Regions from separate parts of the Arabidopsis thaliana genome. Here region 2 is linked to region 1. Evidence: chromatin contacts called from public capture Hi-C data. All regions are on one chromosome and are shown on one strand. Each heading gives the region's core, a stretch centred on a gene start, on an enhancer-like site or on the middle of the called end of the contact. The rest is flanking DNA. Distances are from core to core; before and after follow the strand shown. Region 1 holds the start of NPY4 (Phototropic-responsive NPH3 family protein). Region 2 holds the start of AT2G23270.

What was found. Capture Hi-C pulls out chosen DNA fragments and counts their contacts.
Region 2: a contact with region 1 is called in a capture Hi-C map of seedling, with 1.9 times the contacts expected there. The contact joins the promoter of AT2G23270 here to the promoter of NPY4 in region 1. A contact is called at or near these places in 1 of 26 Hi-C or Micro-C datasets (root) and 1 of 3 other capture datasets (seedling).

Annotation. Positions count from the first base shown.
Region 1 is chr2:9,805,773-9,813,449 of TAIR10.1, forward strand. It overlaps NPY4 (Phototropic-responsive NPH3 family protein), which reads left to right and starts at 4,753. Exons shown (of 4, transcript NM_001335835.1): 1 at 4,753-4,789; 2 at 5,170-5,239; 3 at 5,312-6,376; 4 at 6,448-6,888. The coding sequence starts at 5,528. The coding sequence ends at 6,696. AT2G23040 (a long non-coding RNA gene) reads right to left here and starts at 4,301. Exons shown (of 4, transcript NR_140654.1): 1 at 3,566-4,301; 2 at 3,411-3,483; 3 at 3,264-3,329; 4 at 2,818-3,185. SNRK2.9 (SNF1-related protein kinase 2.9) reads right to left here and starts at 959. Exons shown (of 9, transcript NM_127867.5): 1 at 712-959; 2 at 535-609; 3 at 208-309; 4 at 1-42. The coding sequence starts at 831. It overlaps AT2G23060 (Acyl-CoA N-acyltransferases (NAT) superfamily protein), which reads right to left. Exons shown (of 2, transcript NM_001335836.1): 2 at 6,999-7,677. The coding sequence ends at 7,067.
Region 2 is chr2:9,899,728-9,907,404 of TAIR10.1, forward strand. AT2G23270 reads left to right here and starts at 3,488. Exons shown (of 1, transcript NM_127891.1): 1 at 3,488-4,118. The coding sequence starts at 3,584. The coding sequence ends at 3,844. It overlaps UGT84B1 (UDP-glucosyl transferase 84B1), which reads right to left and starts at 1,712. Exons shown (of 1, transcript NM_127890.3): 1 at 200-1,712. The coding sequence starts at 1,689. The coding sequence ends at 319. MYB70 (myb domain protein 70) reads right to left here and starts at 6,305. Exons shown (of 1, transcript NM_127893.3): 1 at 4,779-6,305. The coding sequence starts at 6,097. The coding sequence ends at 5,168.

The DNA of each region.
Region 1 (7,677 bases), core at 3,503-6,002:
GTAATGGACTCCACAAATGAGTTGTTGAAAGAAATATCTTGCCTGCATGTAGAAATAATAAATTAATTGAAATAAATGAACTTTTAACGAATAAAAAATGTGGTGACGAAAATTATCATTTATTGTCCATTAAAATGCTGTTGTTCTTTTTTTGCTAAAAGTGAAATGCATGTTAAAGACAAGAAAAAAAGAATTTCATTTCCAAACCTCAGCTTCGCTAAATCGACCCACGCTAGATATCCGCTCGAACAGTTCTCCTCCAGCTGCATACTCCATTACTATTCCAAGATGTGTCGGAGTTAAAACAACCTAAATCATCAACACACCAAGTTTCAATATTTTTTTATTCGCATCAAAAGTGTCAAATTTGGTGTAGTTTCCGACTACTATGGTTTGAATATTGAACATGTCGAAAAAAATCATTGGATCGAATAGTCAAAAATGGATAAATTTTAGGAGATAAATTTTTTCAATATATGAACTCAGAAATTTAAGTAAAGGAGCTAATTAAGATGCTCATCCTTAATAACTTGCCTCTTTAAACCGAACAATATTCGGATGGTTGAGAGCTCTATGATTGATTATTTCTCTTGCAACGTTCTCATCTATCTGCATCAGGCAACCAGTTTGGTAACAACATGAAAGTTCTTAGTATAAGAGGAAAGAACAAACAAACAAAACTAAAAGAAAACAGAAAGAAAAAAAATGGACCTTGTAGCCTCGATCGATGAATTTGACAGCCACAAGCTCGTTTGTTTGCTTATTACGCATAAGCCGAGCCAATCCGAAATTACCAAATCCTAAATCCTTCACCATCTCATACTTCTCCATAGCTACCACTTTTGTTTTTGTTCTCACTTCCCTAAAATGGTCCTTTATTATTTTTTTTTTCTTTTTGATGAATCTTCTCGTCCAAAATATCTGTAGAGACTAGATATATATATATATATATATATATAGAGAGAGAGAGAGAGTAGTGACTAAGAAGGATGTTGTTTAGTTTGTCTCTTAATAAAAGTTATTAAATCTCTCTCACACACACACAAAAAAAAAAAAAAAGTGATTTAGTTTACACGTAGCAAACATGACGAATACTTGAATAAAAATGTTGAAAGAGCTTTTCAGGATACGAATGGACATTTCTCGTATCTAACAATTCTTTCTTAACCATTTTTACCTCTACAAGTATCACTTTTACTATTTCTTGTATGGGTTTAAAGATACTCAAACTGTTGAAATTTACCTCTCAAGCAAGATTAGGTCATTGGATTGTGGGTTTGAGTTTTGAATATCCTGCATACGCGTCACCGTTTAGGTGAACGTTGGACCAATATCTGCTTGGAGAACCCCTTACAAAGGAGGAACCGAAGAGACAAGAAGAGCAAGCCATTCATGTCCCTCTACCAAATCCATTGTCTAAGAAATGAGAAGTATGAGCCTGTAAATGTGAACGATCAAGATCTTGTGAGTGAGATTTTAGGAGATGTCTTGGCTGGAATTTAGTCTGTACAAGAGAAAATTTAAACATGATCTAATACAAAGAAACCCGAACCAGATGATGCAATAAAACTTTACGATTGATTTATAAACCTCTTTTTGTGATAACTTTATTTCTTATGCAGATAATATGAGTCTATACTTACAAAATTTATAATTAATCATTCAACACTGATGATTTTAAGTCTCAGTAAGAATTTATAATTTTTTTGAAATTTAACTTGATTTTTTTTCTATTTCACAGTTTTCATATGGACAAGCAATTAAATTACATCAAACATTTAGGGGACTATTTTTTGCCCTTCAAATGCTGTTTCACTTAAACTAATGAAATTTTCATTTTAAAGTCAGTTTCTTTCAAAGTCAAAACTTATAAATGATAGTTATGAAGTGAGGAATTGTCATCTTGCGGCTCGACGGTTGGTGTAAAAGGCTTCTATCTGCGGCGGAAGTTGACTTGGGGTCACTATATACTTGCAAAGAGATTAGCGGCGGATCCGATGGATCCTAGATGGCTAGTGACCCCAACAATAATGTACTTGTGAGAGTTTGTCTTCGAGTTTCATGAATAAGAAGAGAAGGCAAGAGAAGACTCTCAAGGAATCAGAAGGTTTGATTCAAAGTTAGAAAACTTCAGGCCCATACGCAAGAAGCCCATCTCGTACAAGTCGTTGAAGAGGAAGCACGCCTGCAGCATTGTTTCCTTTTAAAGGTTTGTGTCGTTCTGTCCTTTGTAGAAGTGTTCGAACAAAACAGGAAAAACAGGGGACAAAGAATCAAAGATGCAGAGAGTAGATGAGATGGAATGGCGTGTTTGGTTGAATGTAGTTAATGAGTTGTGTATGTACAAGCTCCAGTAAGAGCCAACTGTATATAAGGACTGATTCTAGTGGATTCCGGGACAACAAGTTTCCCGGCGTGAGTAGGGTTTCACACTGAGACCTGAACACGTAAAAACTCTCTCTTGCACTTTACTTTCTCTGCAATTTCTCTGTTTCTACTCTGCTTCAAGTCTTTCTTTCTAAGTTTCTTTCACACGAGTGTAATGGAGAGAAAGAGAGGGGTTTATGGTGATAAAGGTCGCTACTTTAACACCCAAAATCTCCACAGTACTTTTGTCACTATCTGAATTAAACTTGGTTCTTATAACATGCTAAATTTCACAGGCTTCTGACTACAACCAATTGAGTATTACTCTAGGTCCCTTTACACTGCGATGAAACTCGAGAAGAGATCGAAAACTCAATAACTTACTAAGTAAATAGCGTAAAATATACAAAACGACTATCAACCATTAGTGTAAGAGAGTTTTGGGCTTCCATAATCTCTCCATAGCATCTTTAAAGTACGATTACTTCAATGGATATATTTTGCTTGTAATGTTATTAAATTATCGTCTCGCAGGATCAGATAAAACTCTTATGACCCCAAGAACATCTTACAAGGTTCATGACTACATACCCGTATAAATTTTCATCACTCAAAAAATACAACTTATTATTGCACACCATAAACAATGTGAAAACTATATCCATCACTTAAACAAGAAATGGATATCTTCATTATGTTGGCTTTTGATTCTTTTTCCTTTTCCTTACATATACGATTAACTCTCTGGATGTACTAGAAGTATCTTCCACTTCAACTATTTCTTTACCATGTGACACATTTTGAGTCTTCTCCATTTTCTTCAAAAGAACCAACATCAATCTCAATCAATACCAACATTATCATCTTCAAAAAAAAAAAACTATCTTTATACAAACCTTCTTATTTAAGCGCTGTCTAGACATTAACTCATAGAATTTCCGCATCATCATCTCTTCTTCCACCTATAAACACAAATGTATGTAAGATTGATTTCTTGCTCATATTATTCATATCAAAAGTACACAAAGTTTCATCAAACAAACCTCAAGTGTTTGGAGTTCTTGAGTCATCGTTTTACGAGTTTCTAAAAGCAATTCAGTTTGCTTCTCCAAATGGCTGTTGATGTGCTAACAACGGTAAATCATTATACGCAATGCACACACGAAAAATAAGCGTAAAACTGAAAACAAAGACGCACTTTAATAAATCGTCGGTATATTCAGGATCCATGCTCCACAAATTGATCAACTTCAACTTTATACTGATCTTGTGCTGATCACAAGTGGATCAAAATGTCATGAGAATATAATAGATAAAAATTACGTACAAAGCACAGTTTGATTAAGAAAAAGGAGAGTCTTTTATCATTGATTCATTCACACACATATCACTAGAGAAGATATGATTCTAATAATCTAAAGGGTATGATCACAAATTCGAACAGTTAACAGCAAAAACATAATTAAAGAACCAAACAAAAAAAAAAAAGCAGATTTAGAGAAAGAATATCTTAGTTAGACAATTCGTCGAGCAACTGGTGTGCATAGTCTCGTGCCTATCAAATTTTTCACAATGCCACGATACTTAAATCAGAAACAATCAATTACGTCTAATATATAGATAAATCATCAAAAAGGAAGTTCTTTTACGTACCCTTTCGTCAAATTTAACGATTCTTATAACTTTCACCACCATAAACACTTGACGATTCTCTTCTTCTCTCTCTCAATCTCACCCAAAATCAAGTCCTCTCTTCTACAATGGAGTTGACTGGGCTAATGGGCCGGTGTGACTAGGCTAATGGGCCGGTCTATTGTGACCCAAAGAGAACAACAAAGATAAATAAAGTTTCGATTTTTATGTTTATCAGCTCTATGTGCTTCTCATTAGATGAGAGACTTTCGCTAATATTTTATGTGTTTGTTTTGTTTTTTGAATGCAGAAGTCCATAAACTTTATATACTAGCGTAAGAATATCCTAACTTAACATTCTAATAAACATAACACTTATATAGGTTGAACTACACTTGGTATTTGATATTTGTAGTTGTAATTTTCTTTTAGGGTTCTTTGAACCACTCCACGATTTTGATCCTTGATTAAATTTTAAAGTATGTTGAAAAGTAGAAAATATGTGTATCGAGAAACGATCTCTGACTTCTCTGATGTTATGCTTTCACTAACCATCTTTATAGAAAACATACAAAAAGATTTGATTCGTTTTGTCCTTTGAATAAATGTTACCAAGAAATTCTGATTACCGCAGGAAAGATGCAACTTTTGGATTCGGGTTTATATTTTAACATAACAAATTTACAACACAATGGGCAACCAAAAAGAGGAGTTCATGTGCCAAGCACTTAGAAAAAAAGAAAAAAAAAAAAAAAACAAGCGTGGTGTTTGGGTTTTCGAGCCTTGAGAGGTTGGTGGGTGTGTTGTTGTGAATCTCTAAGTTTTCTCTGTAAATTATATATTTGTTTACATGTATATAAAACAATGTTTCTTTTTAAAGTGACCCTTTTAAGCTTTCTTGAAAACAAGATTGTGCATAGATCTCTTCTAAGATCCTTAGCTTTGTTTTCTCTTTTGTGTCTAAAGATCTTGAAAGTCTTGTGTGCAATAACTTATTAAAGAGATAGAAAAAAATGAAGTTTATGAAACTTGGAACCAAACCTGATTCATTTCTGTCTAAAGGAGACAATGTTAGGTTTGTAGAAAACAAATATTTACCTCTATGTATTTCTCTGATTATGCTTAAGCAATGTTTTTTCTAAAACTGATATTATTTTTATTGGCTCTTAGGTATGTAACAAATGAGTTAGAAACAGAGATCATCATCATCATCGGCAATGTCAAGTTCTATCTGCATAAGGTATGAAACAAACTCTAGCTTTTAAAACATCAAAGAAGAAGCAAAGTTTTTATGTTTTTGTGTGTTTTTCAGTTCCCATTGCTGTCGAAAAGCGGATTCTTGCAGAAACACATAGCAACATCAAAAAATGAAGAGGAGAAGAAGAACCAAATTGATGAGATTGACATATCAGAGATTCCTGGTGGTTCTGTTGCTTTTGAGATTTGTGTCAAGTTCTGTTACGGCATCACGGTTACTTTAAACGCTTACAATGTGGTTGCGGTTCGTTGCGCGGCTGAGTTCTTGGAGATGAATGAAACGTTTGAGAAAAGCAATCTCGTTTACAAGATTGATGTTTTCTTGAACTCAACCATCTTCCGTAGTTGGAAAGATTCTATCATTGTTCTTCAGACCACAAAAGATCTCTTGTCTGATGACTCAGAGGAGCTCGTGAAGCGTTGTCTCGGCTCTATTGCTTCTACTGCTTCGATAGACACCTCGAAAGTCAAATGGTCTTATACTTACAACAGGAAGAAGAAGCTTGAGAAAGTGAGAAAACCAGAAGATGGTGTTCCAAAAGACTGGTGGGTGGAAGATTTATGCGAGCTTCACATCGATTTGTATAAACAAGCCATCAAAGCAATCAAGAACCGAGGTAAAGTCCCGAGTAACGTTATTGGAGAAGCATTACATGCTTATGCAATAAGAAGAATAGCTGGTTTTAGCAAAGAGTCCATGCAACTCATTGATAGATCTTTGATTAATACAATCATAGAGCTTCTCCCGGATGAGAAAGGAAACATTTCCTCTAGCTTCTTGACCAAGCTACATCGAGCATCGATCTTTCTTGGATGTGAAGAAACCGTGAAAGAAAAGTTAAAGAAAAGAGTCAGCGAGCAGCTTGAAGAGACAACAGTGAATGATATCTTAATGTATGATTTGGATATGGTGCAGAGCCTAGTGAAGGAGTTTATGAACCGTGATCCGAAAACTCACTCGAAAGTATCCGTGGCAAAGCTCATTGATGGATACTTAGCTGAGAAATCAAGAGATCCTAATCTCCCTCTTCAGAACTTCCTCTCTCTCGCTGAGACACTCTCTAGCTTCCCAAGACACTCTCACGACGTGTTATATCGCGCAATTGACATGTTTCTAAAGGTAAAACAAGATTCAAATCCTCTGTTTTTCATAACGTTTCTTGATTTGTTAATAATTTGGAAAATTTTCAGGAACATTCGGGGATTAGCAAGAGCGAGAAGAAGAGAGTATGCGGGCTAATGGATTGTAGGAAACTATCCGCGGAAGCGTGTGAACATGCGGTACAGAACGAACGTTTGCCAATGCGGGTGATTGTGCAAGTTCTCTTCTTTGAACAGATTAGAGCCAATGGTTCATCAACAGGATATAGCACTCCTGAGCTTACCACTACTACTCTAAACACTGAGGATGATGAATGGGACCATGAGAAAGAGTTTTGATTGAATCTTTCTTATTTTGTTTCTTCAACACCATCTTTGAGTTTTACTGGTAGTTTTCATTTTCCTAAATTAGAAAACATTTGGTGCTTGACCTTTGTAATTGGGCCAAGTTTTAATGGGCTTTGTGTTCGGCTTGAAGCCTTTCTCATCTCGAATTTTAAATGAGAATAAAAATCAGAGCAAATTTTGCATTCATTTGTCTCGTTGATGATGGTAATTTCACTAATTTGGGAAATAAAATCACAAACTTGTAGTCAAACAATAATGGAAAAATTTGGAAATAAGAAAAATAAAAAAAATCTGATAGAGAAAGTTGAATAATATTCCTTTCCTTAAATATAAATTAATTATGTCATTTTGAGTTATAAAACTAAAATTCTCTAGGGTCAACAAAAATAGAATCGCCAGGTGGCGATTTAGTCCAATCACCAACAGAACCATCACTATAATCTTCTCCAAGCCGTTTAATACACCACAAATCCTCAGCGCACGATAGCACTTTCCAATGCGGTATCCCTCGCCGGAGCGGCTCTTCGCCGGCGACTTCTGCCGCCACCACGCCGCATCCTCCTTCCTTTGCCAAATTATGTGCATGGTCACACAATGCCTTCACCATTTTCTCCGCGCGTGGTCCTTCTCCGCCGATTCCGTACATAAAATGCAGCCCAAACGGCCGGAAAACCGCCGGGATCGACGGTATTTTCAAAAACGGTAGAGTTTTATCAACCATGCGCGTCGCTTTTGAAACCACGCGCCTCAATCTCGACGCGCCGCGAACTTCTAATCTAAACGAGTCTTTACAATTCCACACGCTTAAAACCGCCCACGAGTCCGGTGGATACTCCAAGAACTTAGCCGAACCGGGCCATGACCTAGACCCGGATCCGTAACAACTGCCACGTGGAACCGCGACGAATGTTCCTAACGAGAGTTTGTTATTCAAAACAGAGTCAATGTCGCGAGGGAAAAACTCGGTTGTGC
Region 2 (7,677 bases), core at 2,238-4,737, 93 kb after region 1:
TAAATAAATCTAATAATAATTTATAATATCCTCAACAAAAGAAGATTAAAAAAACAATGGAAAAAACTAAACTGGAATCAATAAGGAATTAATTAGAATAATACACAAAAGTGTTAGAATATATAGTCTAATTGTCAAGAAATATACAATTTTAATTTGGTCAATATCGACACAAAGAAATAGGTAATGAAGCATGAGGTATTGATCGAATAAAAAACAATTGGTCCAGAGTCCATTCATCAGTTTGGTTTTCTAACAATTGATAGTGGTTATATCAAACCTTGTATTCATACATTTTGTACTAGTTGAAGTAAAGAGTTAGGCGATTGTGATATCACTAATGAACAAGTCTAAATTCCGTGTCGAAGATCCACCAGGTGCCAACGCCAATCTCGCCACGCGCTTTAGCTCCGCCGCTCTCCTTCTTATATCCACGGCAGCGGGTCCCTCCGTCACGGCCTCAATGCATCTTTCTACTTCTTCGACCTTAAGCTCGCCATCGACACTGTCATTCCTCATCCTTACTCCGATTCCAAACACATCAACAAGCAACCGCGCGTCAATGGGCTGATCCGTCCAGCTAGGGTACGCTACCACAGGAACACCAGCCACCACCGTCTCCATAGTCGAGTTCCAGCCGCAATGCGTGACAAAACAAGAGATTGCCTCGTGGCTCAAAATCTTCTCTTGTGGACTCCACTCGAGAACAACCCCTTGTCCTTCTTTCACCATCTCCTGCAAAACAGCAACGTTTTGGGCTTTCTCCTTTGGCCTTATCACCCAAAGAAATGGAAGTCCTCTGTTCTTCAGCGCCTTCGCTATGGTCTCGACCTGATTCTCCAATGTTTCGAGCATACTTCCGAAAGATATGTACACAACAGAAGACCTAGCTTGCTTGTCAAGCCACTCCATACAACAATCATCAGATTTACAAAAATCTAGGTTTTTACCGTCTAGGGTTTCCTCCTCACCATCGCCCAACAGAAATGGAGAAACCAGAGGACCAATTGGAATTACAGGTTTTAAATCAGCCATCGATTCGATTATCTCTGATTCGAGTTCATAGAATGAATTAACCAAAACCCATTTCACATACCTCAAACAATCTGCAAATTCCGCCATTAGATTATAGAAGTGAGCACCACCAGAAGGTAACATAAACGATGGAAGATCTCGAACTTCCAACAATGGTAAAGCTGGTAACTCCACCGTTTGATTCAGATCTTCAAGATCAGGGAAAGAGTTTGTCTTCATGTAGTAACGGTAATAAACCGAGTAAGCTCCACAAGCTTGGATCCAAAGTATTGCACAAGAGATGTTATGAGAGGCTGCAACAGCTGGAACCCATGGAGTAAAAGGCGAAGAGATGATACAAGAGTATCTCTTTTCTTCGATGATTTTAGACAAGTTCATGGCTCCGACTTTATTCAATGACTTCAAAAGAGTTTCAGGGGCCTTTGGATCTTCTTTAGGTAGACCATCGGAGAAGAACACGAGGTCCACCGGATAACGAGGTTTTTCTACGGTGGAGAGGAGATCACGGGCTGACTCAATAGTGGCGAGATTGATGTGTAGGTTCTTTGATGATAACGAGAGATGTTTTGCGAGTTTGAGCATTGGATTGATGTGACCTTGGAATGGTAGTGTTACCATTAGGACATGTGTTTCTTGACCCTCACTACTGCCCATTATTTTTTATTTTTTTCACTAATAGTTTAGATTTTCATGAAACTTTGAGTCATATATAATAGCAATGGTGGTTTGATGAGAGATTTTGCTTAATGAAGACATAAAATTAGATTATGGTAAGAAAATCTGTCTATAGTAATGGCTAACCCAGTCAACTGTTAGCAAGTAGATTCTTTAGTATCCACCTTTTCACCAAGTATGTTCATCTATTGGTCATCGGGTCAGTTACAATTTTTATCTTATTATTAACTAAAAATTGTTTATTAGTGTGACACTTGACCGTTACAATGATCAACTTTTGTATGTGTCAAAAATTTCACAAGATTTTCACATCTGTTTAGTATTGTTTCTTTATTTATAAAATCATTTTTATAGTAAAAAAGTATGAAACATAGAATTAAATTTGAAATAAAGTTTGGTCAACGATAAGATATCCAAAATAAATAAGGAATAAAAAGAAAAGTGTTTAAGTGGCATGTACCAAACCGAATGTTAATTTGCTAGAATGTATAAATAGCCCAAACATATATTCCATTTGTTCCTTTTTATTTGATTGTTTAGAAAAATGCACATATTAAGAAAACATATTAATGTTGATTTTAAATGTATTATTTTTTGTATTTTACAGTTTCCTATAATTTTAAATCAATGATATTCAATCATTTTTATTAAAGTTTACAATTCATTGATAATAATTAATAAATATTACATAGAAAATTTAAAACATCGATCTTTTTGAAATATTTTTCTTAAAAAATCAAACAAAAAGGAACATAGGGAATAGGTGAGTCTCGTGTTTTTTTATGTACCATCCAACTCAGATCTCATTTTCGGTAATTTCTAATCTACAGGTTTATTTTCTTTTATAACCAAAACCAATGAATGTGAAAATATAAAGAAAATTTTACAATGTACTTAAAAAGAAAAGTCCTCCATACACATATTCGTCGTCATACATTAAGTTCCACTAAACGATTTTTAAGGATGGTTTTGAGAAAAAAAATACACACACAAAGGTTGAAATATCAACAATCTGATACTTCGCTCATGAACATTTCAAAGAAGGCTACTTTGAATGGAAATAACAACAACGTGAGAAACAAGAAAAGTACATAGATAGATTGGTGGGGCCTGAAATTTTGTAACATCAATCAAGTTTGATGCCCACCCAACAATTTTAATTTTCAACTAAAAACTACTTCGACCGTTAATTTGGTAGAAGTAGTGAATTTAGTATTCTTTCAAATTAACGGTCGAAGTAGTGAAAATGGTTATGAAAAATTATGTAACTATTTAGATCATCAAATATATGTTTGTGGTAATCAATCCTTAGAAAACTCTTATCATAAAACATTTTTGAGTTAATGTCATCTACAGTGATTATAGTATACTTGAAGGAAGGTGAGGACATTAGGTTTTGTCACAATATTATATAGATAAACATAAAATACCATACTAGATTTGAATTCCACACATAGTTTATGGTCTACAACTAAAAGTCTATTCCAAACAATCAGAGACAAAATTAAAATCATTTAATTTCTTCAGCCAAATAACTAATCTCCATTCCTCGTTGATGGCTTTATATGTTCGCAAATTATATTTTTAAAAAGAAATTGGAAGACCAAGAACAAGAAGCAACCTCAGTATTTTCCCAGGAAGGAGCCTAAAATTCAAATCTCACGTCTTGTTGAATTTTAAGCTTATGAAGTCAAAAACTGAAAATGTCAAACTTTTCTTCTTCTTCAAGGCTCTTCACTTTACTATATATTCTAACTCCCAAGTCCACAAACTACTCACAACAAATTTAGTCATCTCATAAATTAGGGAACACAAGAAAAATAAAATAAAAAACATTTTTGTTTTTACTACTCAAAAATACCACTCAAAGAAAATGATGATGAACAAAGTTGTTTTGGGTTCGTTTCTGTTTTTCATGTTGGTGAGTTCGAATTTTGTGGTGGAGGCTCGTCCTTTGGGTTTAACGAAGGCTGAAGAGAACCTCGTGGCTAAGTTCTTCGATGGTTTGTCACTTGGGGCGATTAAGGAGTCGGGTCCTAGCTCTGGTGGTGAGGGTCATCGGTTCGTGGACCGGACTGAGACGCTTGAATATGGTAAGCATTCAGGTCCCAGCACGAGTGGACCCGGTCACTAAGTTCCCGACCGAACCAGTTAATGTGGCTGCTTTGGTCTAGCTCCGGAAATTGATTGCTTTGTTTAGTTTTTTTTCAGATTAATTATTCAGATTTTTCTTTTTATGCTTAGAACTTGGGAAAATCAAGAATTGGAAGAACCTCATTTGTTCTCTGTAGGAATATTCTTTTGTTAACTTATTGAAATTCATTTGATAATAATGTACAATGTAATATATATTGTAATTAATTTATTATTCTGATTATGTGAATGAATAACTGGATATTCATGTTTTTAATGAGTTTCAATAACAACATAGTTAAGCTCCAAATCCACAAAGCAAAAAGAAGCGACTTAACTTTAACCTTCTTCTGAGTGATAATCACCTAAGCTTACCTCTTTAACAGCTACATCCACTTCAACTTTAACCAAGAAATCGCGATTTCCGTGGAAATTGAAGTTAACCAATTCTTTAGATAGTTTCTGAAGGATGTTGTTCCGGATGGAGCTGTGGAAATTTGGCTTGGACAACAAGTTATACACATATCTAGTGCATATTTCTTCTCCATTATATAGGTAAACATTAGGAGCCTTACGTGCAAAGCAATTGAACCCATTTATGGACATCATCAAGCAGGAATTGATGCAAGTGTGACTCCTTGTTGTATTGTATGCCAAATTGTGAAAAGGAAGCATTAGTTGTAGCAGCTGCTATGGAGAAAGGTACCATACATCCTATTGGAAGGTATTTGCTTGTCAAACATCAGTAATCTTACACCGCTTGATAGTTATTAACACAATCAAACTCTTTCTTTTTTGCAGAGCCACAGTATTGGGAAGGACCTCCCTTGTGCTTTGAGTATTTCCCCGGTAGAGGCCTTACTGCTACAGTTAGTTGTATTGAGGTGATCTGTTCTACACTCTGTATCATTCATTGAATATCTATATATGATGTTGTCTCTCACACTATAACCTTTACTGCGATGCTATAGTCGGTAACCGAAGGTAACAAACTACGGAAATCGTCACTTGGTTCAGTAGAATTCATTACTTCACTCTTCGAATCGCAAGACCAGTCTAGAGAGATCAAGAATGCTGTAAACTCCTCTTTGTATGGAAATGACTTTGTTCATGCTCTTCTTTCACTTTATCAAAAGGTAACATTGATTCACCTCGAGGACCAGCCTCATCAACCCTTTTATAGACCAATTTCATTAAATCTAAGACATGTCATGATCAAAATCAATACATTTATTCAGTTTTTTTTTCGAATGAATCAAATCTCAAATCATGAAATTGGCTCTTTCTCTGCATTTGCTACACAATTCTTCTCTTTTCTCACTCACTACTCGATCCTACCTAATCCAATAAACTCTCTAAACCCTACATTACGACCATTAGTTCCTTGCACCATACACGAACTTGCTCCTCCTCCAGCTCCTCCGCCGTTTCCTAGCTGTAAATCCGCCATGTAACTCCTAACCTCCGTCTTAATCATCTCCTGCACCACCGTCATAAAATCTCCACCAAGTCCAGAAATCTCTCTTTCCTTCTCTTCTTCTTCTTCTCTCTTCACCGGAAACAACTCCGGTGGAGTTGTTGACTCATTGACCCAAGGCAAAGACAACCTCAAACAAGTCATCGGATCTTTCTCCTCCTCCTCCGGCGATGATGACTCAATCACCACTCCACCAGCTCTCGCCGTCGGTTTAAAAACATGACAAGAAGAAGAAACCGGTAAAACAGATCCACTAGATTGCGATTGCTCGCTGACGTCAGATCCCGTTGGACTTAACGCCGTCACCACAACAACTCCTCCTCCACCACTCGCCCTCCGTTTTAACGGTTTTTCATCAGTTAAATTACCATCATACCCTCCATTACCACCGAAATCACAACTCTGCCCTTCCTCTCCTCCGCCGCCTCCGCCGCTACATTTCCGCTTCAGCGTTGAGTTCCAGTGATTCTTAATCGCGTTATCAGTGCGACCATTGAGAAGCCGTGCAATCGTCGCCCACTTGTTACCAAACCGAGCGTGCGCTAGTATAATCGTATCATCTTCCTCCGCCGTGAATCCACGGTGCTCTACCTCCGGAGAAAGCTGATTACACCAACGGAGACGGCAAGATTTACCGGAACGTCCAGGGATTGATTTGCTTATCAGAGACCAGTTCCTTGGTCCGTGCTTCTGAACCAACGATTGTAACAGATCGTCTTCTTCAGGACTCCATGGTCCTTTGATCCGATCCATTTCTTTCCGGGTCGAACCAGACATCGCTCGGATCTTCTTTTTAATTTAAAACTAATCAAATCGTTTAAAACGCGTTTCTATTGTTTGGGGATTTTGGAAAAGAACGAAACGATTTTTGTTGAGAGGATAAGTATGAAGAGGAGAGAGTATTTATACGAGGTGTGATGGTTAGAGAGGTCACCGGTTCTACCGGTAATTTTTTATCGTTAGTTAACAACAACTTAATTTTTTCGTAACTGTAAATTGGATTATTTACGTGCATAATTATGTTTTCAACTGAATCAAATTGAAATAAGTTAACTGACACCAAATTAAATATGTAAGTATATGCCGTTTTGTTTTATTATTTTAAAATCCAGAAAACTGAAATTTAGTTTGAACCAAACAAAATAAACTCTAAACTAAAATTTATTAAAATATATACTATTAAACAAATTATTATGTAATGTTTTTTTAATGAATGTTAAATTATAACTAAACATGTACTGTATTTCTAACTATAACTAAACAAAGATATTAAACTAAAATCAAATCATATTACATCAAATTATAAATGCAAACCTTTTTCAAAAAATAAATTCAAATTAAAAATTCTTATATATTGTAGTTATGTAAAACTATTTAGAAAAACTACATATTTAAGTAATTTTGCGTAATTTCTAAATTGGATTAGTTATGAAGAAGATGTAACGTGAGTAGTCTGATACGTATTTGAATATTTAAAAGAGAAAGAAAAAAGCACGTCAGGGAGTGGCGGTGCGATTGGGGGAAATGCGTCTGAGAGAGTGAGGCTAAAATAAAGAGAGAATCTTTCCAAGAAAACGGTTGGGGATTTGGGAAACAGCTGTTAGTGGGGACAGCTGTCAACGAAATATGTAACTGTGTGTGATAGAGAGAGTACATTTTGTGGTACTTGAGAGCGTTTCACAGGTGGATCGTTTTTTTATTTAATTTAAATCATTTCGTTTTTAAGTTATTTCCTTTTTTAATTATCTTTTCTTTTTGCATTTTGAAGGTTACATTCTTTGTTTTTCCTTTGCATATCAGTGTTGGTATGGTCGAATTTTTGAAGATTTCTATTTAAACGTAATTAGATGCACATTAATTATCGTTGTCGTATCTAAAAACGTATTTAAGTTTTTTCGGTCGTTTTATTTGTCGGATTATAAAATCTTTAGTTTAGGTTGTGAAAGATTGACTCTTATCAAGACCGTCTTTACCCCATGGCAAATTAGGCAAATGCCATGGATCTATTACTGATTTTAAAAACAATCATAAGCATAAAAGGCCCAATTTTCTTAAAACAAAATTTTATTAAGAGATTTTAGTTTTTATTTTTATTTTGGCAAAGGCTCAATTATAGCTTGAGACGGGACTGTTTCTTATATCGATAGAAAGTAATTAATGTTATCTTTGGTTTGATCGCATATACTTAATAAATTTTATCCGTAGTTATTTCAAAATAAAGGATTTATTGATTCTGAAGACTAATGTTTTTTAAAGGGTTTGTGTTTAGTTGCTTATGATTTTAGTTGTTGGGTTCGGTCTCTTTCGATTTAAGTTTAAAAACTTTTGTTGGTATTTTCATTAGATTTAGAAAAAAT